Linked DNA regions of Mus musculus: region 2 is linked to region 1. Evidence: chromatin contacts called from public promoter capture Hi-C data. All regions are on one chromosome and are shown on one strand. Each heading gives the region's core, a stretch centred on a gene start, on an enhancer-like site or on the middle of the called end of the contact. The rest is flanking DNA. Distances are from core to core; before and after follow the strand shown.

What was found. Promoter capture Hi-C pulls out the DNA fragments that hold promoters and counts their contacts.
Region 2: a contact with region 1 is called in a promoter capture Hi-C map of liver. The contact joins the enhancer-like site here to the promoter of Esp8 in region 1. A contact is called at or near these places in 9 of 39 promoter capture datasets (the 3T3-L1 cell line, the C10 cell line, the HPC-7 cell line and 4 more), 1 of 15 datasets of contacts at CTCF or cohesin (large pre-B cells) and 2 of 484 Hi-C or Micro-C datasets (embryonic stem cells and nephron progenitors).

Annotation. Positions count from the first base shown.
Region 1 is chr17:40,517,484-40,521,976 of GRCm38.p6, reverse strand. Esp8 (exocrine gland secreted peptide 8) reads right to left here and starts at 1,955. Exons shown (of 3, transcript NM_001177584.1): 1 at 1,898-1,955; 2 at 105-181. The coding sequence starts at 1,907.
Region 2 is chr17:40,818,615-40,823,195 of GRCm38.p6, reverse strand. The region is part of intron 1 of Rhag (Rhesus blood group-associated A glycoprotein); the gene reads right to left. Among named protein-coding and RNA genes, the nearest start is that of Rhag, 9.8 kb to the right of the region's middle. Within about 2 kb of position 2,040, at least 7 of the 459 cell types and tissues checked have an H3K27ac peak or open chromatin away from gene starts, as enhancers often do. A contact at or near this core is called in liver, where this site is marked.

The DNA of each region.
Region 1 (4,493 bases), core at 706-3,205:
CCAAAGAGAATCTTTAACCTAACATACCACCAAGAATTCTGTACTCTTATTTAATTTTACAAAATGTCTGTTATATCTGAGATAATTATCCATGTAAAACTTACCCTTTCTTCAGAGCAAATTGATGGGAGCAGCAGAATTATGAGAAACAACATCACTGGGAAAGAAGTCATGGCTGACACTAAGCAAAGGAAAAAACCTGGTTCAATGAAGCAGTGCATGGGATATAGAAGTAACAAATACATTTGTAGAAGAAATACCAAAGCAACTATGGCTGCCTAAGTAATTTACAAAATAAGGGAAGAGTTGATATGTGAGGTTGCTGTAATTGGTTCACCTTGCCTTTAATTTGTAGAATAATAATTAAAGGACTGGCTGATGTCTCTGCTGTGTATCTGCAAAAGCTAGTTTGCTCTACACAGGTCTATTCCCCTGTCTTCACAAGAAAGCTGGGAAGAAAAATTCACTTTTTATTTTCTGAAAAAAAAATTCTGCACACTGTCCTGTATTTTGCTATTCCCTCTTTATAACTTTCATCTATACTAGTTGTAAATTAGGGTGCCAGGATTTTGATTATGTAGAGATAAATATGGCAACACCCTAGAAGTAGTATTTTGTGGAGAGCAATTGCAAATTACATAATTTTTCCTTATACTTGGATATATTTTCATGTTTTCCCTTCAGTATGAAAATATAATCACAATTAATGAAATGTAATATCTAAGGTCCCTCAATCCATATTTCTTTAGATACGCTGCTTCCTATGTTCATTATGACTTAAATATCCTCTGCTAATTACACACAAAATCCCTTGTCACACTAAGTCCTACATCCTTCAGATGCTTCTAAAGACACTTAGCATGGGATGTACTCTTAGTCCTTTTAGAACACATATGAATTAATTACATTATTACAGGTATAACATCTAATTTTGTATTCTGTGTACACATTTCAAATCCTCAAAATTTTTTGTTTGACCATACAATTTGTTTCAAATTTTTTATTGTCAGAATGACAATGGGAGCCATGATCAGCAAAGATCTGGTATATTTTATAATTTTTATACCATTCTCTTTCTTTTCCTCCTTTCAAGCTTTCCTATGAACTCTGTTATGCCTACTTTCCAATTCACTGCTTGCTTTTTCATTGTAATTTATGTTCAGAATTAGAGTCAAAACATGCCCACAGAGATCTCTACTGTCTCTTTTTCTTTGGTCTTCCCTCATCGACACCAGTCACTGCCCAGAATCTGGAAAACATTCCAGGTCCTTCTGGATCCTCATACACTCAGTGCCCATACATCCCAGAGTGATAGCCTTTGCTCTTGTTCATGGTGGACCAGTGAAATAGGAACTGTAAGCAATGCTTCACATCCCTATGCCACTTACTGAGTATCTAAGTTTAAGCAAAATGTGGCCTCAGTCAATCATGGGCAGATGAGGAAATGCATTCGATTTGAGTTTTCTAGCCATCAGAGTCCTGTGTTTCTCTTTACTACTGTCCTGACCAGATTCATTTTCCAGTTTGCTTGGGAGGCTTTCAGTTTCCCTGTGGATTTCATGGAGTGAGGCTCTGATGTGTCACTAGCCACTGAAATCTTAGCATTGTAAATACTGTCATCTTGCCATGGAACCTGCTCTTACAGTCTAAAGGCTTGGCTTAAACACTTTTTTGGTCTTTTTAACTTATTCAGTTTACACCTGGCTTACTGTCCCTTCCTGGTCACCTCCTCTCACAGTCCCCTCTTTTCTTCTCCTCTGGGAGGGTAGGGTCCCCCCTGGGTGTACCCCTCCCCCAACCTGGAGCATCAAGTCTCTGGGAGGCTAGGCATTTCCTCTCCCACTGAGGTCAGACAAAGCAGCCCAGCTAGTAGAACCCAAGCACAGGCAACAGCTACCTTTTTCCATAGGCTTTCGTACTGGTTCACTCCTCTTTCAGGCTCCTGTGCCTTTCTCTGTGCTTCTTAAGAGTCTTCAGATTTCATTGCGTGGAGGGCGGGGCTTGTAATGAATGAGGCCAGAAGTGGTTGTGCTTCACTGGCTATTGTTCCTAGCAGAGTTTTTTTTGAGAGCAGAGTTTGTTTTATGTTCTGCTTTTCTCACCAGAATATTTAACAGAATGACATGGGATAGAACCCTTGAGTAATTTCCCAGAATCTGCTTGGTGGGTCAGTAATTTACTATTTAATTTTGCTGTATTTTTCTCCAGTGGATTTTCCTTTATTCCATTTAAAGTGAGAACTGTGGGAAGAATTCTCCTCTTGTCCACACTTTGTTATAGTACTTCTGATCATCTCTTGCTTTTACAACTGTAGTTGTAGTAAGCAATATTGTGTATTTTACCTAGTATTCTTATTCTACATTTTACTGCAATGCACCCTTGTTTGTCAACACTTCTCATGGTTTTCATTGCATGGATTTTTTTTTGTTTTCTTCCTTTCTTTCTTGATCTGTGATGATATAATAGAGTATTGCTTGTCTCTATTCTACTATCTTTATCAACAAATAATTTTGGAAAATAAGAATTCATCCACAAAATTTTGACCCAAAATTTGTCTTCCCTTCAAGATATGTAGGAACAAAGATGAAGCACAGACTGATGAAACAGCCAACCCACGATTGCCTCAACTTTAGACCCATCCCAAGTGAGAAAGCCAGCCACTGATACTTTTACTTTGCTATGCTTGAAGATAGGAACCTAGTATAACTGTCATTTGGGAGTTTTCACCCCACAGGAAATGGAGGCAGGTGCAAAGACATACAGCCAAACATCAGGAGGAGCCTGGGAAATCCTTTTGAGGAGTCAAGGATAGAAGTGAGAATGGTCAAAGACACCAGAAGACCCACACACTCAAGTAACCTAGTGCTATAGGGGTTCACAGAGTCTGGGCTACTAACCAGTGATCATGCAGAAGCTGGACCTAGAACCCATACACATTTGCCGCAGACCCTCTGGGCCCCTTTGTCTGCGTGAAACAGGTCTCTAGTCGCAGGTGGGCAAAGCGTTGGATGGAATGACAGACAGATGCACACAGGAGAGGTCGTGTAGAATCTGAATGGAATTTGTCAAATTGAGCATCAAACTTTTTATACAGAAGAAAATAGGGAAGTTGGGTGACACACCAGCAAGGTACAAAGAGGTTACTGGATTCTTAGACAAAACAGAGGAATACAAACACAGAAGGTCTAACAGGAACCACCTGGGATAGAATTCATTGTTAACAACTGGGATCAAAAAGAGCTCCACCTAAGATCCACTTAATCTTAGAAGCCAGGTTTAAGGGCTTCGTGCCCTTGCCATAGTTCTTATTTTAGTCTATTGTATAGTCCACCGTACCCCTAGGCCATTGTAAATATGTGTGTATGGGTGTAACTCAGCTATCTATAGTTCTAAGTATCTACTCTGGTTCCTCCTTAGGTCTCAAACTTCCTTCTTCCTAGATGATGGTAAATTCCTGTGTAGGGCAGTGACTTAGCTTTTATTCAAAGTGATAGTGTAATACCAGCGGCAATTCTGAATGTCACTGAAAAGGCAACATTCTTACTGAATTCCAAGCCCATGGTCAGCTCAAGGACTTTCTAGGACATTGGAACACTGGTGAAGGCTTAGCTATGTCAGAATTCAATCTTAAAAGGCACTTATAATAAGATAATACTAAAAGAGAACATGTGGATCCATACACCATACTAACTCGGGAATAGAATATGAGTATATGGGTTAAAGAGAACGCCAGACTCCAGGAGGTGAGTTTCCGTGAAACTCTCTGCCTCGTGAGTGGCTTCCAGGCTTCTTGGCCTGCCAAGCTAACTCGACCGGAGTGCGTGGCACATATTTTCAGCAAATGTACAGCTTGCTCTTCAGGTGGATCTCCTACGAGTAGAGCCACAGGGTGGGGTGAGGTTGGACATAAAACCATGCCAGGAAGTTCAGGAAGGTAGAGCAGGTAAAGACCTGGAGACTAGGTGGGCACACACCTAAGTCTTAGCTGACTCCCAGCTCCCTGCCAGACTTCTGGCTTTCAACAATTGCTATGCTTCTCACATAAAAGAGATGTGACCAGAGGTCAAGTAGGCTCAAAACAGAGGTCTCCAAGCTCATGCATTACCTAGAAGCCCTGAGGGCATAGCCCATAAACTTCTCTTCCCAGACATTCCTCCCTGAAAAAGGTATTTAATCTCAGGCTCACCCTGAGAGATGGGGATGGTTTTATACATCCACTTTCTGCGATGACAATAAACTATTTGGAACCGTGGACTATCTCTTTCCATCAAGATTTTCTGTGGAGAACCATGAAGGCAGGTTTCACTTACAGGGCCTCAGCCTAATCTCCCAGAGAAATTCTCTCTGTGCTCCCAGCCACAATCACCACCAAAGCTACTGCCATCAAGCCAAGGACTATCACCAATAAGACTAGCAGGATTTCCCCTTTTCCCCAAGCCCCAGGCCCCCAGCTCCCTTCTCTGCTCTTCTGAAATTCCCAGGGGTGCCTGCAT
Region 2 (4,581 bases), core at 791-3,290, 300 kb before region 1:
TATGCACTCCACTTGTGTGTACATGTTCACACTTCCACAAAAACGTGATTCTTAAACTATATTATACACTTGTATGAAAATGTCCACTCTGGAAATCAGTCTGACGGTTCCTCAGAAAATTGGACATAATACTACCGGAGGATCCTGCAATACCTCTCCTGGGCATATATCCAGTAGAGGTCCCAACCAGTAAGAAGGGCACATGCTCCACTATGTTTACAGCAGCCTTATTTATAATAGCCAGAAGCTGGAAAGAACCCAGATGCCCCTCAACAGAGGAATGGATACAGAAAATGTGGTATATTTATACAATGGAGTACTACTCAGCTATTAAAAGGAATGAATTTATGAAATTCCTAGGCAAATGGATGGACCTGGAGGGCATCATTCTGAGTGAGGTAATCTAACCACAAAGGAGCTCACACAATATGTACTCACTGATAAGTGCATATTAGCCCAGAAACTTAGGATACCCAAGATATAAGATACAATTTTGCTAAACGCATGAAACTCAAGAAGAACGAAGACCAAAGTGTGGACACTTTGCCCCTTCTTAGAATTGGGAACAAAACACCCATGGAAGGAGTTACAGAGACAAAGTTTGGAGCTGTGACGAAAGGATGGACCATCTAGTGATTGCCATATCCAGGGATCCATCCCATAATCAGCTTCCAAACGCTGACACCATTGCATACACTAGAAAGATTTTGCTGAAAGGACCCAGATAGAGCTGTCTCTTGTGAGACTATGCCGGGGCCTAGCAAACACAGAAGTGGATGCTCACAGTCAGCTATTGGATGGATCACAGGGCCCCCAATGGAGGAGCTAGAGAAAGTATCCAAGGAGTTAAGGGGTCTGCAACCCTATAGGTGGAACAACAATATGAACTAACCAGTACCCAGGAGCTCTTGACTGTAGCTGCATATGTATCAAAAGATGGCCTAGTCGGCAATCACTGGAAAGAGAGGCCCATTGGACTTGCAAACTTTATATGCCCCAGTACAGGGGAAAGCCAGGGCCAAAAAGTGGGAGTGTGTGGGTAGGGGAGTGGGGGGGGGGAGGGTATGGGGGACTTTTGGGATAGCATTGGAAATGTAAATGAGGAAAATACCTAATAAAAATTAAAAAAAAGAAAATGTTCGTCTGTTGTGAGAATATCTTTTTTTTTCCCTGAAAATACTTCTTGCCGTCATAATCTGAATTGTTGCCTAACCTAGCAACCAAGTTAATAATGTGACTAAGGTTATTTAACATACATACTCAGTCAGTTGTCCTAGTATATACTCAGCCTATTTAAGTTTAGTTTGCCTTTAGGGCAATGTTGTACTTAATCTTACCATATCCTGGATTTTTCATGTAATCAGCTTTTACAACCTAAATGCATACCTTTAATTTAAAAATGTATACCGTTCCATACTGTAGTCTTTCCTCCCCTAACCTGAAACCTGTTTGCTTAGGGGTGGAGTTGCTGTTTGGAGCCACACACGTGCTCACCCTGCTACTAGATCTCAAGATTATTTGGCGAGAATTGGGTCCCCTCCCCCTTCCTTCATAACTGAGTGTCGCAACAGTAAAATTGAGCTTTGATCAGAGTGACTTTGACTTGGCTTCGTTTTTTCTTTCGCCAGTCTAGTTCCTGTCTTAGAGCCCAAATTGCCATCTCAGTTGAAACGTTCGTTGCAAGCTGCTGGTCGGCCACAACACCATACCACTGACCAGATGTACTCAATGTGTGTGTGTGTGTGTTTGTGTGTGTGTTTGTGTGTATATGTCTTATGGTAATTTGCTGAAACTGCCAACAATTTGAGAGCAACCTAAAAGAAAACAGATATCCCATAAATGTTAGAAGCAACACATGGATATAAGTTGATAAATCTGTCTGAGTTTTTAGTAATATTCTGGGTGAACTGTGGGGCCCTTAAGGTAACTTCTTCTGTTGTTATGATGGTTTGAATGAAAATGGTCCCTATAGTCTCATATACTTGAATGCTTGGTTCCCAGTAGGTGGAGTGTTGGGAAAGATTAGGAGTTGTGGTCTTGTTGGAGTGTTGTTGGGCAGGACCTTTGAAGTTACAAAGTCCTGTTTTGGGGTTGGAGAGATGGCTCAGTGGTTAAGAGCATTGATTGTTCTTCCAGAGGTCCTGAGTTCATTCTCAGCAACAACATGGTGGCTCATAGTCATCTGTAATGGAATTCCGATGCCCTCTTCTGGTGTGTCTGTAGACAGCTACAAGTGTACTCATATATATAAAATAAATAATTAAAAATAAATAAAAATAAATAAATTTAAAAGCTCAGTCTCTCTCTCTCTCTCTCTCTCTCTCTCTCTCTCTCTCTCTCTCTCTCTCTCTCTCTCTCTCTTTCTCTCTCTCTTTCTCTCCTCTGTAGCCTTTGGATCAGAATGTAGCTCTGAGCTATTCCTCCAGCGCCATGCTTAGCTGCCTCCTGCCATGCTCCCCACTACGATCATAATAGACTAAACCTCTGAAACTGTAATCAAGGCCCCAACAAAGTGTTTTCTTTTATGGTGTTTCTTCATAGGAATAGAACACTAATGATGATGCTTGTAAAAACCTGTTAAAGATTTCTGTAAAAACCAATGTCTCACCCCTTTCTCATACCATGCTTTCTGTGCTGGTTGATAAATACATAGCAAAGCTTCTTTTAAGGTCAGGTAGACTTCACACACACACACACACACACACACACACACACACACACACACACACACACACACTCTAAACAGGTTATGAAAGAAAGGTCACAATGAAATTTGGGCTTGTTCTTAATCCAAAGTTTCCTAAGAGGAAACTTTAATTTTTACTATTTTTATGTTTATGTTTTATGTTTTACTATTTTCTGTTATTTTTTTCTTTTTACATATAAAGTTAAACATAGTTATATCACTTGCCTTTCCCGTGTTCTCCATCTAGCCCATCCTATGCCCTAACATATTGAGAGTCTCTTTGTCTTTGATAATTTTTATTATACACAAATGACTCACACATACAGGTATGTATATAAACATGGATAAATGAATAAATAGAACCTTCTACATCACACACACACACACACACACACACACACACACACACACACACACACACTCACACCTGTGGCAGCCATTACCTGTTGGCCAACTACTCCTGACATGAGTTATGTGTGTCCTGGAGTCATTGATATGTCCAATGTCTCTCCATTGGAGCAAACTGATTTTTTTTTTCTTTTTCAGCAGGTGTAAGTGACAGTTTAATTGTTAACCTTTTTACCGTAGTGTCTAGAGTTTCATTCATCCAACCATTTAAAAAATGTAACAATCAAAATTCCAACTCAGTTTTTCATAGAGCAATTTGCAAGTTCATCTGGAATAACAAAAAACCTAGGATAGCAAAAACTTTTCTCAACAATAAAAGACCACCTCAAGGAATCACCATCCCTGACCTCAGGTTGTACTACAGAACAATTGTGATAAAAACTGTGTGGTATTGGTACAGTGACAGGCAGGTAGATCAGTGGAATAGTACTGAAGACCCAGAAATGAACCCACACATCCATGGTCACGTGATCTTTGACAAAGGAGCTAAAACCATCCAGTGGAAAAAAGACAGCATTTTCAACAAATGTTGCTGGCACAACTGGCAGTTAGTATGTAGAAGAATGCAAATTGACCCATTTTTATCTCCTGGTACAAAGCTCAAGTCCAAGTGGATCAAAGAACTCCACATAAAACCAGATACACTGAAACTAATAGAAGAGAAAGTGGGGAAGAGCCTCGAGGACATGGGCATAAGGGAAAATTTTCTGAACAGAACACCAATAGCTTATGCTCTAAGATCAAGTATTGCCAAATGGGACCACAAAAAAATGGTAAAGCTTCTGTAAGGCAAAGGACACTGTCAATAGGAAAAATGGCAACCAACAGATTGGGAAAAGACCTTTACCAACCCTACATCTGATAGATGACTAAAATCCAATATATACAAAGAACTCAAGAAATTAGACTCCAGGGAGCCAAATAATCCTATTTTTAAAAATGTGGGTACAGAGCTAAAGAAAGAATTCTCAACCGAAGAATACCGAATAGCTGAGAAGCACCTAAAGAAATGTTCAACATCCTTAGTTATCAGGGAAATGCAAATCAAAACAATCCTGAGATTCCACCTCACACCAGTAAGAATGGTTAAGAGCAAAAACTCAGGTGACAGCAGATGCTGGCAAAGATGCGGAGAAAGAAAAACACTCCTCCGTTGCTGGTGGGATTGCAAGTTGGTACAACCACTCTGGAAATCAGTTTGGTGGTTCCTCAGATAATTGGGCATAGTCCTACCTGAGGACCCAGTAATACCACTCCTGGGCATATACCCAGAAGATGCTCCAACATGTAATGAGGACACATGCTCCACTATGTTCATAGCAACCTTATAATAGCCAGAAGCTGGAAAGAACCCAGATGTACCTCAACTGAGGAATGGATACAGAAAATGTGGTACAGTCACACAATGAAGTCCTATTCAGCTATTAAAAACAATAAATTTATGAAATTCTTAGGCAAATGGATGGATCTGGAGGATATCATCCTGA